Regions from separate parts of the Mus musculus genome. Here regions 1, 2, 3, 4 and 6 are each linked to region 5. Evidence: chromatin contacts called from public Hi-C, HiChIP or PLAC-seq and Micro-C data. All regions are on one chromosome and are shown on one strand. Each heading gives the region's core, a stretch centred on a gene start, on an enhancer-like site or on the middle of the called end of the contact. The rest is flanking DNA. Distances are from core to core; before and after follow the strand shown. Region 1 has its middle 49 kb from the start of Tnfsf8. Region 2 overlaps Tnfsf8 (tumor necrosis factor (ligand) superfamily, member 8). Region 3 has its middle 38 kb from the start of Tnfsf8. Region 4 holds the start of Tnfsf8 (tumor necrosis factor (ligand) superfamily, member 8). Region 5 overlaps Whrn (whirlin). Region 6 holds the start of Tnfsf15 (tumor necrosis factor (ligand) superfamily, member 15).

Region 1 (3,068 bases), core at 558-3,057, 490 kb before region 5:
AAGTAAGCTTTGCAAGTTTTAATGTTATAGCATCCTCACTAAGTCCTCATGCCAGATGACGGTGTGTTATTTAGAATGTTGCATCTTAACATTTAATGTACATATGAGCCATCTTGTGTTCTTGTTAAAATAAAAATTATTAATCAGTGTTATTGAGATAGCACTAAGATTTTATATTCTAATAAAGTTTCTGTTGATGCTCACATCATATTCATTTTATTTAAAAATAACCAGGTAGTTTTTATTATTACTGCTACTGCTTTTTTAATTGCCAAGGTTTGTGAGATACAGTGAGATATTTTAATATAAGTATACAATGTTTCATGAACAAATAGAAGCTTTTACATTTCTGCTTCCCTTAACATGTTTTTAAATGTGTTAACACAACACTTATGCTTATGAGCTACAGTGTAATAGCATAGTGGCAGTGCATACTAAGAGCATATACCCATATTCATACCATTACTCTATGTCAGGAGCCTCTGACCTCTTCTTTCACAAAGTATTAAGCAGGCTATTGTGAACTACAGTTCATATCACACTTTGAACAGAAAGAAGTCTTTGGAAGAAAATATGAAGATGTCCAAGATGACTTGGAGGCTAAGGTGTTTGTTTAGCCTTCAGGGTCTACGTAGGAGAGCCTAGTCCTGAAAGTTGTTCTCTGGCTTCCAGGTATGCAATGTACAGAAACACACACACACATACACACACACACACACACACACACACACACACACCAAACAAGAATCATAGCATCGTTTTAAAACACAGAAACAAAAGAAAACATGTTGTATCTGAAGAGATGTGGATGGTCAAAAGAGAAGAGGAATACAGCATCATGGCTCCACCTTTTCTGGTTACTAAAACATACAGAGTTTTATTGAATCAAATTAGAGTGATTTGTGAAAGCTAAAGTCTAGTTTTAAGGAAATAAATCTCACAGTGGTTAAGACCTTTAAAAGTTCCACCATTACAGGTTTTAAAAAGTAGGTCGATGTTACATCAATACTTCAAACACAAGTAATAACATTTTCCTACTTATAGCACCAATTTTTTTCAAATCATAAAATTAAAAACTCTACTGGAAAAGAAGCCAGCCAAGAAATTAAGATGTGAGAAGATTATTTATAATAAGACTTCCTCAATCTTTAGCAAAGAACCTAAGCCAAAATATATTTTGTCCCATATTACATTTGCTAATGAAAGTGTGTCATGTAAGTGAATCATGTAAAATAGTCTTCTACAATGAGACATGCAAGAAATTTTTATATCATATTACAGGATATTTCTCTGCTTCTTTCAGCATTTTATATACTATTCAGTCATAAGATTTTCTTTTACATTTATTTTGATGAATCTCACAGTATTTTCCTCTCCCCCTAAATAATAAAAAATTAAAATCTAATAAGATAAAAGAAAAACTAACATATTTGAATTGGACAAACAAACAGAAGGAAAAGATCCCCCAAAAGGCACAAGAATCAGAGACTCACTCATTTGCACACTCAGAAATGTCATAAAAACAGTAAACTGGAAACTATAGTATATATGCAGAGGACCTGGTGACTATCTGTGTAGGCCCTGTGCATGCTGCCTCCATCTCTGTGAGTTCACAAGAGCTGTGCACAGTTTATGTAGAAGGTCTTGTTTCTTGGTTTCCTCTCCTCTCTGGCTCCTATAGTCTTTCTGCTTCTTCTTCCATGGGGTTCCCGGTTCCTACTTTGATATAGACATCTTTTTTAGGATCGAGTGTTCCAAGGTCTCTCACTCTCTGCATGCTGTCTGTTTGTAGGCCTCAGTCTTTGTTCCTATTTTCTGAAGGAGGAAGCTTCTCTGATGGTGGCACTGCTTCACTTCCCTGGCTAGAGTCTTACAATGTTTCCGTTTTCAAAACATATATTTTATTTTTAAATTCTCTCTCTCTCTCTCTCTCTCTCTCTCTCTCTCTCTCTCTCTCTCTCTCTCTCTGTGTGTGTGTGTGTGTGTGTGTGTGTGTGTGTGTGTGTGTGTGTGTGTGCACATATGCATGCAGCTACCCACAGAAGCCAGAAGAGGGCATCAGATCTCCTAGCCCTACAGTCAAAGGGGCTCTGAGACACCAGTTGTGAACTGTACTCTGCTGAAAAGTACAGCAAGTGCTCTAAAGACCTGAGCATCTCTTTAAGCTTCTTAAATCTACAAATGAATTTCTTTCCCCAGTTATGGAAAATTCTTGGCCATCATCTCTTTAAATGCTGGTTCTGACCTATTCTTTTCTGTCCCTCCAACATCACATACACCAGAGCTTCTCATCATGTTTATACTTTGTAGCATTTTCCACATTTTTAGCTGTTTGCATTAATGTCCTGATCATTTTTGCTATGCCCTAACCTACATCATCTGTCCCCTCTTTTGTTACATCCAGTCTTCTGCTGCATTTTATGTTCTAATAGTTCTACTTCGTTCTTTTCTACATGCTATAATAATTAGGTGTATTTCTCACAGTGCATTTTCGTAAAAGTATTAGTCACATTATTTTACAACATGTACCTAACAATGCGTAGAATATATTCATTTGAACGTCATTCATTGTTTATCCCTTGGATCTTTTTTTTTCTTCCCTCTTGATTTGTTTGTTTTATTTTCCTTTGAAAATGGAATATGTTTATATATCAAATGTTGACTTTGAACTTGGTATCTTCCTGCTGGAATTCCAGACATGCTTGATGTACTTAGCAAATTTGTATTGAAAGTGATTGCCTATGAAGAAACTGCCAAGCCTCTAGAAGATGTAACCTTCCAGAGTTTGTTCCACCATAAGCATCTGCAATGGACTCACATCAAATTAGAATAGCCAGGGACTGATCTTAAAAGTTGGTAAGATTTGCTTCACTGCTGAAAAAATTCTGGGACAGAGAAATTAGCATGAAAAACATGTTCTGGGGGAGATCCGAATATGAGTATTTCCAGAGAGGAGGGACTCAAGCCTGAGCAACAGAAGAGATTGGGCTACTTTGCATGCTCACCCATACCCAATTGGGCTCTAACCCTGGGCTAATGTTTCAGAGAGGTTTAAATATATTGCATGA
Region 2 (3,007 bases), core at 94-2,593, 420 kb before region 5:
CACTCTCCCAGACTCAGGATCAGGAAGGCACCCTGAAGCTGCTTTCCCAGCAACGTCCTCCAGCTGTCTCCTGAGGCTTCAGTCCCGGGTGTGTGTAATGGCTACAGACTCATCTCTCCTCCCTTTAACCCTCACTGCTCTAGAATGATCTAGAAAGGCATTTCTACATCTCAGTCAACAATGTTCCCCATCTAAATAGGAACGCTAAAATCTGAAAGAGAATATTCCAGACTCCCAACATCCAAACATCAACTAAGCCTCTTCTCTCAGAATAAACCCCTCCAGACTCAGGCACTGAGGAGACAGATTGCAGAGATACAGTCTAGATGCTCAGTCCACAAATCTCTGGAGCCACAGCAAGATTCCTACTGCCTGGGGCACCTATACAAGTCTTCATATCCACAATAGACTATCTTATCATGGGTTCACAAGCTGATGAGACTTGAGTTGCATGACTGGTACCCCACAAAATATTGTCTAGGTCTTAGCAAGATCCCTGTGACTTTCAAAGCGGCCAGCCCACTTTTTGAACAGCACTGACTGGCCAAATATTCAAGCTCCCATCTCTGTGACTTGGGTTATAACTTGGGTGTCCTTCTTATATGTCTGCCCCGGAAACCATGTGAGGAAAAGGAGATCAGAGTGGTGTTAGTTGTCAGCTGAGAGCATTTTAAGCCTTCAGAAGCCACTAAGACTCTTGGGGTTTGAACCCCACCACGCATCCTTCACTCTTCTTTTGCTGACACCTCCAAAAGTGAAGTAACAGAGATGGCACCCTTCTCCAAGGTCTTCTTCCAGCTCAACAGTGTCAATCTCTCAATACCCAGCCCCTCCTTGAACCAACTCCAGCAATGGCATTCTTAGAAGGAGAAGCCTGTGCTTAGTCTTAAGCATGAAACTATCTAATCAATTCTTGAAGAAAAACTACAGTATGCCTGCCATTTGACTTCAGGAAATGCAAATGCTTCAAAATAAGGTAGACTTTTTCCATCATTGGGTTTCTCAGAATTACAGCTGAGGTCACCCCACTGTACACATGAAGACCAAAGGGGAAAAACAGAAGAAAAAAACGCCTGCATGTGTGAGAGACAAGCCTGGGCTTGTACTTCTGCCACCATCTGTAGATGCTCAGCTCTGGCAGATATCACCACAAGCCACCTGATACAGAGGGACCTTAGGACTAGAGAGATAGAGCCTGTTTTTGATGTGACATCCTGGCTTTGATCCAGGGCATGAATCCTACTTTTCCACCTAACTTAGAATCTGTGAGAGTCAGGCCAATATTCTCCCTGCCAGGGGAAAAAGCAAGCACTCCTTCTCACTACACTGATGCCCTTAGCACTGGTCCAGCCAGAGCTACAGAAGGAAATAAGAGAGATGGTCTAGTTGACTCCACTCAGCAAATGCATCTTCTTGGCTGATCAGTAGGAGAGACTAAACAGTAGTCTCTGCCAGGATGTGTTTTAAAGGACAACTGGCTTGATAGAGGCAGGGCATTCCACTTGACAGGAACCAGAGGTATGCAGGTGGAAGCATATCCATGTAGTTGTGTACTGGAGCTGCACGTCTCCAAACTTGTGTAGAGTGGGGGGAAATCCGTTTGGGCATTAGAGTCACACTGACTGAGTTTTGATCTCCACCCTACTAGCAACTAGATGTGTGGCTGAGAACAAGCCAGTTAACCCTTTCTTATTCATCTATTTATTTATTTATATTCCAACTGCTGCACCCTCATCCCATTCCTCCCTCACAGAGTCCTTCTTCCCATTTCCCCTCCCCTTCTCCTCTAGGAGGATGCTCCCCCACTCCTCACCCATATATCCCCTCCCACCCTGGAATATCAAGTCCCTGCAGGATTAATTATGCACATCCTCTCCTGCTGAGGCAATACAAAGCAGTCCTCTGCTTCATACTTCATACGGCATCTGCATCTGTTTCAGTCAGCTGCCGGGTAGAGCATCTCAGAGGACAGTTATGCTAGACTCCTGTCTGCAAGCACAACATGGCATCCGTAATAGTGTCAGAGATTAGTGTTTACCCAAGGGATAGGTCTCAAGTTGGGCCGTTATTGTTTGGCCATTTCTTCAGTCTCTGCTCCATCTTTGCCCACCCTCCAGTTAAACTTTTAAAACCTATAGTTTCTAATGTAAATAACAGAGATAACTGTAAACTATCTCTCATGGGATGATTGTAAAAATTAAATCTCTTATGGGATGCTTGTAAAAAAATGTAAAAATGAAATCATGGCTGTAGCATGCTCAGTAAAACATTACAGAAATAGTCAACATTAGTTATGATGGTGGTAGTGGTGATGACATTTATTACTATTAAGACACAGAATAAAATGAGGGAGGGTATGGGCTGATACTGGAGAGATTGGGAGGAGTCAAAAGCCCATCAGAGCTGTAGGGAACATAAATTAGAAAGTGATTCACAGCAAAGAGAGTCCGATTTGCATCTCTCTGGTTTCTTTTGGTTGATGTTCTACAGTCCCAAAGATGAGATTGGACAACAGTCACACTTCCTTAGACTATTACACTTTGGGATCAAATTTCTGGTTATACACATCCACGAGTATGTGCAGGGCAGCAACAAGCCTCACAAGAACACTGCTTAGATGATAATTATGGGCTAAGATCTAGAGAGTGGAAGCTGGCCTTCAGCCTTTGATGGGCCAGAAGCCCCGTGTGAGTCCAGAACAGCTAGAGATGAATACTGCCCCTACTTCTGCTGGGGGTTCCTCTAGTAGTGAGCTTGCTCAGACAGCAGAGGGAACCCTTCACTCAGCTTCTAGCTGTTCTCGGGGCCCCAGGGTCTTTCTCGAATGAATCTGGACAATAAGATAAAGGAAGTAACTGGTAGTACCCATGTGTCTCTGTTTAGTTTCTGTTTCCAGGATCTGTCCGTTGGTGAGTCGGGTGTTGAAGTCTCCCACTATTATTGTGTGAGGTGCAATGTGTGCTTTGAGCTTTACTAAAGTTTCTTTAATGAATGTGGCTGCCCTTGC
Region 3 (2,770 bases), core at 239-2,738, 400 kb before region 5:
AACTCCTTAGGGTCAGGCTTCCACAGAGGCAGAACACCAAGGACCCTCTCCTTAAGTCTACGCTGAGGCAGCCCCAGACCCGCCGCTGCAGATAAGCCCCTTGTCCACATAGAAATGAAGCAGAAATTCATCTCTGAAGCAGCACGAACCAAGGTGTCTGGCACAAACAGAACTTGGAAATAGAATTGCACCATCAGTAGAATGAGGGAATGACCAGCTTGAGTTATTGACGAATGTATCTCGGGGCACACGAAGCTGAAGGTCAGTCCTCCTCCAAGAGAACCCAGCCTAAGTAATTCACTATTCCATTCTCATGGCTTAGACCACAGATGACATAACTGTGGTGACCTTCTGACTCTGCCCTTTTCTGACTCTCTGGTTTCCTTTTACTAGCTGTCCACATAGAGTCAGCAGAAGCTCTGGAGTAAACAGGAAAAAAAAAATGCCCATCCCATCCCAGGATAGACAGTTGCAGCTAAGAAACCAACAGCCAAATGCTGAAGGAAACTCTGTTCCTGCTGCTGATGCATGTTCACAAAGACACAGAGCTCAACTGTGATCTTTCCAGGTTCCTCTGATGTCATTCATGATGTATTGACTTAATCCATTCTATAGCACGTAAGCACGATTGCTGACGCTTATTGAATCCAGGCAGTACGCTAAACCTTCCAGACACTGTAGGCCATTTCATGCTCCCAATAATCACATGAGATTATTGGAGAAACAGAGGTTCAAAGAAATGCAAAAGCTTGTCCAAGAGTAAGCAGCTTCTTAGCTGAAGAACCAGTTGTAAACATTCACCATCTGGCTCCCGAGTCTCATCTATCGTCAGAGAGTGGTGAGCAGCCAGGAGGCCACTTGCCTTTGTGCAAGCGTCATCCATAAGGATTTTGCCCCACCTCTACCCTTTCAGCTTAGTTAACTTGACCTTTTTCACAAAATTCCATATCAGATCTTATTTCTCAGGAGCCACTATCAGGCTAAGTTAGACCATGAGACTTAATGGTCTCACCACCAGAGTCATTCACTCTCTGCACCCTATGTGTCTGACCTTGTTCTCTGAGAACAATATCCAAATGCAGAATGCATTCCCTCCCGTGTGTACAAAGTAAAACCATCCCTCCTTCTAGTTATTCTGGCCTGATCCTCCTCCCATTCACACTCTATTCTGGGCTACAGAAAAGGACTTGCTCATTTAAGCCTCTGCAGAACCTTGAGTCTTGATTCTGGTTTCTCCACAAATGGGGTACCTGTTCTCTTTGCCACTGACACTTGGGAGTGGAAAAGTATGAATTCAATAATACCATTCACCCTAAGTCAAACCCAGTATGGCCAGGAAATAGCTCACACCCCCATACAGAATCATACAGCTCTTTCTGTAATTCGGAGTCTTGGCACAACTTTTCTGGGTTCCAGACAGGGGAAGAAGTTTGGCCACCCCCATCCCAACGTGTGTACTCATTTCCTGCCCAGGACAAACCACTTCCCTTCATGAGCGCCTGTATCTTGGGTAAAACCCCACCCCCACCTCCAGGCTGTCATCTTGTGCTGTGAGCCCAACCTCACAATCATCCAGCACTCCGGTATTAGTACTTTTTCCAAATTGTATGTGATTCATCTGCATCTACCATCATTGTGATCCCAGGAAAGCTCTTGGCACACAGTGGGTGTCTGATGTATATTTCTTCAGTAAATGGAAGATGGAGCAAATGCCATCTAAGATGCCTGCGTAGCACTTTTGGGTTTACAAGACCATTATTTCAAATGACAGATGAGAGAACTAAGCAACACTGTCCATTGATAAAGACTGGGAGACCCTGGCATTGATTTTTATTGTACTCAGTACTACACTGTATTCGGGAGTCAGCAAGAGGCAGCCTCTGCCAAATGGCTGACCATAAAGTGTTGAAGGAGCACAACTTTATCCTTCATCATTCAGAATCCATGCCTGATTTGGGGCAGTTGTGGTGAGGGAAGTGGCTATCCCAGAATGCAAGAGCTCCCGCATGCCTGCAAAGCTGACAGTTGACCCTTTAAAGAAAGCATGCTGCAGCCCTGGCTGGTATTGCTGGTGCCTTGTATGTTCAGATATATGCGCAGTGCACACTCACACACATTAAAAATTTGCCCACAGAGAGAAGTGTATCCTATCACTACTCCCTGCAGCCCTCAAGACTGCCTGCTGTGATAAGGACTGTATCAGAGTTTTTCACAATTGTGTCTGTTAGTGTTGGGGGAAATTTTTAGACCTTCTATGGACTTGGTTATATTCACTCTAAAAATATGAAGGAATTGAAAGAGTAAGAGGCAAGGAAGGAGAGAGGGAAAGTGTGAGAGAGAGAAGCAAGGAAGGAAAGGAAGAGGGTGGGGAAAGAAAGGGAGAGAAAGAAGTGCTAGAATAGCACATTGGGTGGAGGGGGAAGAGCGAGGCAGAAGGAGAGTTTGAAGGCTCATTGAGCCACATGAACATACTTCATCTCATAAAGTTTTTTTTAAATAATAGATTTTAATAAAAGTCTCTCCAAAGAAGTTATAACGAAGGCAATGCTTTAAGAAAATTATTGCTTTTTTTTTCTTTCTTTCTTTTTTTTTTTTTTTTTTTTTTTTTTTTTTTTTTTTGGTCCATGGAGTCTTTATTTTGGTTTTCAGGTAGCTACTTACTCAAGGAAGCTGAAAACAGATAATGACTTGGAGGAAAATGAAACTAATTTTTCCAATTACACTAGTAAGGGGTATCTAATGAAGCCCACATGAATATGAAAAATCCTTT
Region 4 (2,891 bases), core at 378-2,877, 440 kb before region 5:
AAACAAGTGTACCCCCCCAAAACACTAACTTGCCTTGCCCTATCTAAACCAGCAGGACAAGTGGCTAAGGACAAATCTGTCTTCCAAACCCCAGGCTCAGTTTCCTTGACAACCAGATGGAGACACTGCCCTCGAAGAAGATACTCACCAGTTCATTCCTCACTACCTATCCCTCCTCTGTGGTTTTTCATTTTATAAACTCACCAAAAAGGGCCTCTAGACCATCTCCTAAGTCTAAGCTGCCTTGCAGAATGCTCAAAGAGAGATCTACACAGATCCAGAAAGCTAAATAATCTGAGCTGGGCTTTGGATCCGGCATTTCTTTGGGGCTTCTGACATGTCCTGTGACCTGCAGAGGTAGTGTATAGTCAAAAGAGAAGGTGCTGTCTACCTCAAGGGAAATAGCAAGTGAGGTTTCAGAAGGCCACATCTGGAGGCAGCTCTGAAGCTTTTAGAGAATATTCTGAAAGAAAGGTCATTCATAGCAACAGATACGATCCAGCTCTGTGTCCCAGAAATCTATTTATTATATGAAATTCCAGACATGGCCCAGAGGGCAACTTGGGCTGTTTAACAGGAATTGTTCAACAACAGCTGCCAAGTCCATTCCCATTCAGGAAGCCCTCTTACATCATCCTGTTTGATCTTCCCCATGACTGCAAAGCAGACTGGGGTGAAAGCAGGGGCTGCGTTGACTTATTCAAGGAGCAATGCTGAGAAGAGGAAAGGCTAAGATGCAACCTGAGGTTTTCAGCCTGTAAGGAAAGGGTCCGGCAGGCTTTTGGAGCCAGGCTGGTTTGCATATACCACCAAGTTTTACCATTAGATTAACACTGGTAGATTTGATTAAGAATGCTTTTATGCTGGGTCTCAGTTCTCTATGCTGTGAAGAAGAAATACTACTTGCCTCTGAGGCTGGTGACGAGTGTGAAGTCAGCCTCTAAGCCAAGTTCCCAAGACTGTACCTGAGCCAGAATGTTCAATTCTAGTAACCTCTGTCCACAAACTCATCACAAACACCTGGAACACTATTTGCACCCCCATACAACCCACAGACACTTCACACACTCGTTCCACAGCACTGAGCCTCCCCTTCCTGACCCCCTCACTAATTTCTTCCCCTAGTATGAACTTTAGGGCAAGCCAGTTTCATCGGCAAATTTAACAGCCCTGGAGAGCACCCTGCAAGAGATAGAGGAGCTTTGGTTCAACAGCAAATTATTTCCAAATTCCTCTTCTCTCACCATGTCTTTGAAACTATCCTCAAATATCCTACTGCCACAACCTTGTCTCCAGGTAGGTAAATGCCCAAACAGTGGGCTCTTCTTTCCCAGAAATGGGTATGTTTCCAGTTTAGAGCATGCTGTAATTGTTGGACAACCCCAACAGTCATTGTGCTGCTGACAAAGGACTGCCATCTCCAGGGACCCAGCAAAGAGACTAATCTGGAAGCTTCCTGGGCCACCAGCATGGATCATGCAGTGTGCAGGGTCCCCGCGGCAAGGCGTTCTGTGGCTGAGCCTAAAGGAAACAGAAGTGGTTGGTGTACACTCACGCGGAACTGTCTCCTTCCTACCACCCGCTGACATCAACCATCGTCTATCTCGCTACAATTTCTCTGCACTCAGATTAATCCCAGGCGATGAAAAATGAACCTCTCCCCCACCCTTGCAGCCACCCTTCGCCTCACGCCCCCAGAGAAGAGTTTCTCCATCCGGCAACTGGTGAAGGCTTTTTTCCAAGTCACATGATCCAGGATGCAGGGGAAAATCCTTCTTGGAACAGAGCTGGGTACAGAACCGAATCAGATGAGGAGAGATAAGGTGTGATGTGGGACAGACTATATAAAGCATGGAGCCAGGGCTGCAACAAGCAGGCAGCTGTGGGGCTCCTTCCCCTGACCCAGCCATGCAGGTGCAGCCCGGCTCGGTAGCCAGCCCCTGGAGAAGCACGAGGCCCTGGAGAAGCACAAGTCGCAGCTACTTCTACCTCAGCACCACCGCACTGGTGTGCCTTGTTGTGGCAGTGGCGATCATTCTGGTACTGGTAGTCCAGAAAAAGGTGAGTAAACATCTTTTTTCTGCTTTTCTTTCCTCATTTATAATGTGTGTCCTCTAGAGGAACAGCTCTGGGAAGCTAATGAATAGTTTAACTAGGAGCAAAAAAAAAAAAAAAAAAAAAAAAAAATTTAAAAAGTGAAAATAAGTAAAACTATGCATATATAGAGAGAGATTATATCAGAGAAAAGGGGAAAAACTAGAAATGAACTTTCTGCACTCAGTGGGAATTTTTTAAAAGAAATAGAACTGGACATGAGCTCAAAAATTTCCAGATGTACTGGAGCCAACAGAAGAGCTGCTGACCTTGAGAAGTTAAGATTGAAGCCCAGATGGGTCACAGCCTCACAGTATGGAGGGAGGAAGCATAGGGAGCCCTGATGGCGAGTGCGCATGTGGGTATCACCTCTGTAAGGCGCTCATCCTAATTCTAAGGTTATGTCCTCAATCCGTGCTCCCAGGACTTCTGAGGCCTCTCTTTTGCCGAGAGTCTGTTGTTGCTATTGTTTGTTTGTTTGTTGTGGTTGTTTTCTTGCTTGCTTGCTTGTTTTTAGTGAGGAGCTACTTTTTAAAGACTGTGATATTTGAGAGAGAGAGAGAGAGAGAGAGAGAGAGAGAGAGAGGGAGAGAGAGAGGGAGAGGGAGAGAGAGAGAGAGAGAGAGAGAGAGAGAGAGAGAGAGAGAGAGAGAGGCCAAGTCTTCCCAGAGCTCTGCTATTTCAATGTTAAAACCCACAAAAGAAATCGAAAGCTTCCTCACAAGCCACTGGCTTTGAAGAGTTCAGGGTGTTGAAAAGTAGCAGTGTTTTTGTCACCTGTACCCTCTGAGATGCAC
Region 5 (2,782 bases), core at 9-2,508:
ACGTGCCAGGCCCTCTCTGTACAGGTTCTCTCTGTAGCACCTATGCAAATAATCTATTCACCGCCTGAAGTTATGAGAGGGTGGATCTAGGCTCGAAAACCCAGGCATCGCAGAGAGATGGTCAGGCTAAGAGCTGGAGTTTGGCATCAGGTCAGACACTAAATGAGGCAAGCAGTTTAGGAACTTTGACTTCAGCTGAAGGTCACGGAAAGAGTGCTGTTGGGGATGATAGGGTGTGGGGCAAGAGGCACCTGTGTGTGTGGAGGGCCAGAGACGTGGGCACTGTAGGTCTCAGTGAGCTGACACACCATGCCAGGTTAGCTTGTCCTTTTGTGCTGTGACAAACTACCTGGCGTAACTTAAGGAGAAGAGACTTATTTTAGCTCGTGGGTCTAGTGGGGTCATCCCACTGTTGTCCAACCTCATGCCCGTGGGCAGATCATCATAGTGGCCAGGCCATGTTAAGTGGAAACTGTTTACCTTGTGGGGAAGGGGGGCAGGAATCAGAAGGGACTACAGGGAGAAGCTAGGACAAGATACAGCTCCAAGGCCACACCCCCAGTGACATAACTCCCTAAGGACACACCCCCAGTGACACGACTCCCTCCAGCAGACCCTGCTTCTTCTCTTCACCATGTCCCAATTATGCCATGTTATTTTGAATACGACAAGGAGTGAGTCCAGTGATCAGAGTCCTCATGGGGCTGTGGGAGGCATTTCATATTTAAACTTGTAACAGCACCCCAAGCCAGGAAGCTGCCTATTCCACCACAATTCCAGGGTGTGTCCTCCACAGAGAACATCACTTCATCTAGCAGGTCTCCTGCCTTAGCAACCCCCCCCCCCAAGGGATTTCCTTATGTCACCTCACCTTAATGGGTTCCTTCTTTCCCTTGGTATTCTATCCGTCCAAGGATTTACAGAACACTTGCCTGCCTGTGTGAGAACTTGGGGCGCTAGGAGCTGTTTCCAGCAGCAGCAGCAGCCAAACCCATGAGCTCAGCTCCTCTCTGAATGTAGCTCAGCTCTGGAGTCCCAAGAAAGTGCTTTGTAGTTGACAAATGGGGAAACTGGGCAGTGTGCTTGACTGTCTGGGCCCTTTGGAGGTTGGTGGAGTCTCGACTCCCTTCTCAGGATAGCTGCTTTAACTGATTAGGAAGTTCATACAGAGGCAGATGAGTTTCAAACTGTGGGAGCACAATGGCAACTGGGCTGTTTTCTCCTGGTAAGGAAGTGGAGGCCAGGGTCAGGACCCATGTGACAGGAAAGATCTGGGACTTCCCTGGGTGACGGTAGCTGCCTTCACTCCTGGTAGAAGGAGGCTCTAAGCCAGGCTCTCTGCCCCAGTGTTCCCTCTCCAGAGCCCCAGTTTCCCTTATCTTAAGGGCTCCTCCTGACCTGGCCATTGTAGGTCATGCTTTCTCTCCACTCTGTGACATCCTTTTCCTCAGGACAAGGGAGGGAGACTGGGGGACAGGTGTCCTCTCAGCAGAAGGAAGCCCGGTCTGGTTAGCAGCATCCCTGCTGGGTTGTAATGTGACTCCGCCTCTGCGTCCTGCCCTGATGAGAGGTGACTGTGCCCGTCCTTCCAAGAGAACCCTTTGCTCTCCTGGTCTAGATGGCTCGTGAATAGTCAGTCACAGTAGGTGCCAGTTGCCAGCTTTGATTGAAGAAATCACTGCCCCAAGCAGTGCCAGGTCTTCTGTCTCTCAACACTTACCCCACCATTCTCCCCCTCTCCTGAGGTGACAAGCTCTTTTCAAACCAACCCTGCTCATGCAACAGTCTTGCTTTTCTTCTCTCTGTGCCTCTGGTTTTCCCTTTGCTGAGCTGTCTGCCTTCCCCACCACTGTCTCTTGTTTAGAACCTCTTCCCATCTTATTCATACTTCTCCCCTACAAGGTCTCTTCTCTTCCCCTTTCTCCTTCTGTCATGCAGAACTCTAATGCCTACACACACACACACACACACACACACACACACACACACACACCAGTGGCCTTCTGGAAGCTTGTGTAACTCAGTGCCTCGGTTTCCCCATATACAGACAGAATGGGAAATGGGCCATCCAGCTCAAACCTTAGGTGCATTTTGTGATGGGGGAGGGGGAGGGAGTGGCCTGACTTGGGAGTAACAAAGCTGAGAGAACAAAGCTGAAAATAGCACCTTTATGTAAGCAAGGAGCAGGAGGCAGAACCTGGAATGGCTTGGGGAGGGCAGAGTGCTGTGGGGAGGAACCTTATTTTGCTGAGGTGGCTCTGGGCACCTGAGCTGCACCTGGCCTTTGATAATATCCAAACCAGACATTACCTCCCCTGCCCCACGGTACCTGAGTGGGAGACAGGGCAAAGAATGTTCCTGGTCGTTCATTTTCCTCTCCCCCTTCCCCTCGTCCATTACTCCAAGTATGAGATTCAGGACCCTTTTTGGACCATCTCAAATATAAGAGAGGGACGGCTCTGCACCCCCACAGTTATGAGGCGGGTGGAGTAGAGGACAGGGATAGGGTCTTAAAGACCTCTTGTCTTGAGTGGGTCACCCAACCCTGAAGAGTGACCTTGCACAAGTGACCTACCCTCTCTGAGCCTCAGGCTAGGCTGTAGAGCAGAAGGGGGTTCATCATGTGTCAGCCCTTTCGGGGCTTAGGGAAAGCAGCAGGCAGCTGGGGCTGGGATGCAATATCCAGGACGTGCAGCTATGCACTGTGGCCTCAGACCTGGAAGCCTGCTCTTGGAGTTCTGCTGGCACTGCCCTAGTTCTTGGCCTGGCTATTTCAGATGTA
Region 6 (3,142 bases), core at 146-2,645, 320 kb before region 5:
TTTCTTCCTTCATTCTGCATGTATATGTGCCACAGTGTACATGTAGAAGCCAGAGGACAATGTGTCAGGTCTCTCTCTCTCTATGTGGATTTCCAGTATTAAAGCCAAACCATCAGGCTTGGCAAGAAGCACTTGCGCCTGCTGAGCCAGCTCACAGGCCATGGATTCCTAATTGCTGTAGACCACCTTTATACAGGGTCCTCTATGCTTCTCTGGTGTCACCCCTCCCCACCTCCAAGACTGAATTCAAGCCCCACCTCCTCTTCCAGAAGGGGATTCAGTCCTCCAAATGGAGGCAGAGAGATCTCAGTGAGTTTGACGTCAACTTGGTCTACCTATTGAGTTTCAGGACAGCCAAAACAACATAGTAAGACCTTGTATTTAAAAAAAAAAAAAAGAAGAAGAAGAAGAAGAGGAAGGAGAAGTGGGGGAGGAAGAAGGGAAATGAAAGAGAAAATAGAAAAAGAAAGAATGAGAAAAAGAAAAGCAGTTGTCTCAGGATGAAATAAGTCGATAATAAGTCAATTGATATTTGCCTCCCAGCATTGGGTTAAAAAGCAAGTGTTTAGTGAATGCTAGCACATATCAGCTGCCATGCCCTCTCCCATCCACAGCCAACATAGGCAAGGTAAACCACTGGCATTAAGTTAACTTTGGGACAAAGGAGTACAGAAGCCTATGTCATTATCTCTCTGACAGTCACTTCTAACTACAATCACAACCAGATACTCTCTGCTGGAACATAAATAACCTTATGTTTCACAGGCTATGCCCATGTCTAATTGTAACTTAAAATGGACATCTTCCTGGCTCTGCTCTCTTCCATCCAGAATGACGTAGGGCGGGTACCTTTCTGACTGTCAGTACTTCCATCTATAGAATGACAGGGAGATAAGACGGTTTGTGGCGCTTGGCAAGGGGCTGATGTGAACGTGATTTCCATTTCCTGTTGCAAGCCACACACCTCCTAGTCCCTCACTTTCACTTCCAGAAGGAACACACTTCCCAGACCAGCTCGGCTGGCTGCAGTCCAGGGCAGGAGCAGGTACATTTTAATTTGCCCCACCCATTGACTTAATGTATTCTTGATCTCCTCCTCCAGGGACTTTCCTGACTTCCTTCTGTAAATGAAGGAAAGAGCACATGAGCATACTGTACATAAATATGCTTGGGAAAGCTTTCTCCTTCTCCTTCTTCTTCTTCTTTTTTTTTTTTTTTTTCTTAAACCAAACTTGGTTTCTGTTGTAGGCGGCGCATTCCCTAGCCGGGCAGGGCAGGCTGCAGAGGGCTGTCAGAGGGAGGGGAGAGTAAAAAAGGGAGGAGAGGACAGTCATTAACTCACTCAGTGTGACAGCTGCTCTCTTATTTAATGGGGGGCTCTCTGGTCAGAAGGGATCAGAAGTCTCTCCAAGACAGCAGAAGGATGGCAGAGGAGCTGGGGTTGGGCTTCGGAGAAGGAGTCCCAGTGGAAGTGCTGCCGGAAGGCTGTAGACACAGGCCAGAGGCCAGGGCCGGGCTAGCTGCCAGGAGCAAAGCCTGCCTGGCTCTCACCTGCTGCCTGTTGTCATTTCCCATCCTCGCAGGACTTAGCACCCTCCTAATGGCTGGCCAGCTCCGGGTCCCCGGAAAAGACTGTATGCTTCGGGTAAGTAAACTTGCTCCTGCTTAGACAATCAGTGGTCTCTCTGCAGGCAGCTGTGTATTCCAGTTTGGGACAGAGCCATTCATGGATAGCGCTGGTGGCTCCCCTGTACAAAGCAAATACAGACCGGGGGGTGAGAGGTGGAAAGGTCCCATCTGGTTCTTAACTTTGCACTTCCAGGGAATTGAATTGTTTCATCTCATGTTTGTGCAAGAATAACTTCACACTCCATATACTCTTTTTTTGTTTTTGTTTTTAGATCATTATAATTACAGTGCGGCAATACTTTGGAAAACATTCCTTTTTCCTTAAACAAAAAGCTCTTAAATTTAATTACATAATGCATGATTATTGAGGGGAAAAAACATAGAGGTGTAAACTATTAGTGAACTAAAATATATAATGCCTTTCTATTTATATTGGAGGATGATTCTGAGATTTCTACATAGTATGAAATTGTTTCTATGGCAATGACCCCACGGCAGTATGATGTATGGATGACTATATTATGTTCTTATACGTGTGTGATAAAATTTACTTAACCAGCTCCTCTTCTTGGATTTAGAAATATTTTTCAGTGCTCAATTAAGAACATACTGACCCTGAGATTTTGCTGGGACTAGAAAGAAGGTTAGCCACCACAGGGGTATAGGGGTGGCACTCAGAGAATGAGGGGGGCAAATATCCAAGCGGTGACAAAGCCAAGGCTGAGGACACCCAGGAAGGATCTGAAAGGTCAATGTGTGTTATTTAAAGAATATTCCTCAGGGGGAAATATCTGACATAGTCTGTAGTGACTGATTCTACTTTAGTCCCAAAGATTAAGGACTAAAAGCAAAAATAGGCAGCCTAATTAGAAACCTGGTCTCTAGTCAATCCTGGGCAATTTCCACTCTGTGGCTAATGTGTAACTCCTGCCACTCCATCAGGGTCAACAAACTGTGATTCAGGCAGCCACGTGTCATGGTTTATACAGTGTAGACATGTGCAGATAGACTAGGAAGGCTGCTTATGTTAGAAGGGACCTGTAGGGTATTAGAAAATGGGAGGTCAGGCTATGACCCCAGAAAAGCACACACACACACATACACACACACACACACACACACACACACACACACACACACACACACACCAGACTGAGGCACTTCAGGGAATACTCAACTCATACGGAGAGAGCTGTTGTTGAACACTGTATTATTAAGTGGCCTCCAGCAATCTGTGCCTCCTTGGACTCTGGAGGGATTCCTGACATACAGTTGGATCCTATTACTCGAGATGCTGTCTACAATCCCCATGTTGGCCGAAGCCAGACAAGGTCATCTAGGTACAGTCCAGAAAAGGGAATTGGCAGGGGGAAATGACCCAACAGGGAGACTCATAAAGAAGGTGCTGGGTGCCATCACAAACCACAACACCCGAGTCCCCTCCTCACAATCCCGACTCAGATGCCTTAGGTATGAGCCACATTGATACCTAATGCTCCCATCCCACCACGAA

The links. A called contact is a pair of places that touch in the nucleus more often than the background predicts. HiChIP or PLAC-seq counts read pairs in DNA pulled down with a chosen protein or histone mark.
Region 1: a contact with region 5 is called in a Hi-C map of bone marrow-derived macrophages, with 14 read pairs. The contact joins two enhancer-like sites. A contact is called at or near these places in 1 of 484 Hi-C or Micro-C datasets (bone marrow-derived macrophages) and 6 of 115 datasets of contacts at active chromatin or transcription factors (embryonic basal ganglia, embryonic forebrain, embryonic hindbrain and 3 more).
Region 2: an H3K27ac HiChIP or PLAC-seq map of bone marrow-derived dendritic cells shows a contact between it and region 5, with 5 times the contacts expected there. The contact joins two enhancer-like sites. A contact is called at or near these places in 3 of 15 datasets of contacts at CTCF or cohesin (the NIH/3T3 cell line, large pre-B cells and pro-B cells), 105 of 484 Hi-C or Micro-C datasets (B cells, the C2C12 cell line, the CH12 cell line and 59 more), 11 of 115 datasets of contacts at active chromatin or transcription factors (astrocytes, bone marrow-derived dendritic cells, embryonic forebrain and 5 more) and 1 of 9 other capture datasets (embryonic stem cells).
Region 3: a Hi-C map of bone marrow-derived macrophages shows a contact between it and region 5, with 18 read pairs. The contact joins two enhancer-like sites. A contact is called at or near these places in 25 of 484 Hi-C or Micro-C datasets (B cells, the CH12 cell line, the HPC-7 cell line and 18 more), 1 of 115 datasets of contacts at active chromatin or transcription factors (embryonic stem cells) and 1 of 9 other capture datasets (embryonic stem cells).
Region 4: a contact with region 5 is called in an H3K4me3 HiChIP or PLAC-seq map of bone marrow-derived macrophages, with 6 times the contacts expected there. The contact joins the promoter of Tnfsf8 here to the enhancer-like site in region 5. A contact is called at or near these places in 10 of 39 promoter capture datasets (the 3T3-L1 cell line, the C10 cell line, cranial neural crest and 6 more), 2 of 484 Hi-C or Micro-C datasets (bone marrow-derived macrophages and double positive thymocytes), 3 of 115 datasets of contacts at active chromatin or transcription factors (bone marrow-derived macrophages, embryonic stem cells and memory CD8 T cells) and 2 of 9 other capture datasets (embryonic stem cells and liver).
Region 6: a Micro-C map of embryonic stem cells shows a contact between it and region 5, with 1.7 times the contacts expected there. The contact joins the promoter of Tnfsf15 here to the enhancer-like site in region 5. A contact is called at or near these places in 6 of 39 promoter capture datasets (the 3T3-L1 cell line, the C10 cell line, the HPC-7 cell line and 3 more), 6 of 484 Hi-C or Micro-C datasets (B cells, embryonic fibroblasts, embryonic stem cells and 2 more), 2 of 115 datasets of contacts at active chromatin or transcription factors (bone marrow-derived dendritic cells and embryonic stem cells) and 4 of 9 other capture datasets (embryonic stem cells, liver, macrophages and 1 more).

The regions. Positions count from the first base shown.
Region 1 is chr4:63,908,815-63,911,882 of GRCm38.p6, reverse strand. No RefSeq gene overlaps it. Among named protein-coding and RNA genes, the nearest start is that of Tnfsf8, 49 kb to the right of the region's middle. Within about 2 kb of position 1,807, at least 6 of the 459 cell types and tissues checked have an H3K27ac peak or open chromatin away from gene starts, as enhancers often do. A contact at or near this core is called in bone marrow-derived macrophages, where this site is marked.
Region 2 is chr4:63,840,432-63,843,438 of GRCm38.p6, reverse strand. The region is part of intron 2 of Tnfsf8 (tumor necrosis factor (ligand) superfamily, member 8); the gene reads left to right. Among named protein-coding and RNA genes, the nearest start is that of Tnfsf8, 19 kb to the left of the region's middle. Within about 2 kb of position 1,343, at least 23 of the 459 cell types and tissues checked have an H3K27ac peak or open chromatin away from gene starts, as enhancers often do. A contact at or near this core is called in bone marrow-derived dendritic cells and regulatory T cells, where this site is marked.
Region 3 is chr4:63,822,044-63,824,813 of GRCm38.p6, reverse strand. No RefSeq gene overlaps it. Among named protein-coding and RNA genes, the nearest start is that of Tnfsf8, 38 kb to the left of the region's middle. Within about 2 kb of position 1,488, at least 21 of the 459 cell types and tissues checked have an H3K27ac peak or open chromatin away from gene starts, as enhancers often do. A contact at or near this core is called in bone marrow-derived macrophages, where this site is marked.
Region 4 is chr4:63,860,020-63,862,910 of GRCm38.p6, reverse strand. It overlaps Tnfsf8 (tumor necrosis factor (ligand) superfamily, member 8), which reads left to right and starts at 1,627. Exons shown (of 4, transcript NM_009403.3): 1 at 1,627-2,061. The coding sequence starts at 1,852.
Region 5 is chr4:63,422,772-63,425,553 of GRCm38.p6, reverse strand. All of the region lies in intron 7 of Whrn (whirlin), which reads left to right. Among named protein-coding and RNA genes, the nearest start is that of Akna, 21 kb to the right of the region's middle. Within about 2 kb of position 1,258, at least 21 of the 459 cell types and tissues checked have an H3K27ac peak or open chromatin away from gene starts, as enhancers often do. A contact at or near this core is called in bone marrow-derived dendritic cells, bone marrow-derived macrophages, embryonic stem cells and 2 more, where this site is marked.
Region 6 is chr4:63,743,312-63,746,453 of GRCm38.p6, reverse strand. It overlaps Tnfsf15 (tumor necrosis factor (ligand) superfamily, member 15), which reads left to right and starts at 1,395. Exons shown (of 4, transcript NM_177371.4): 1 at 1,395-1,645. The coding sequence starts at 1,424. It overlaps Gm42294 (a long non-coding RNA gene), which reads right to left. Exons shown (of 5, transcript XR_881353.3): 3 at 1,343-1,748.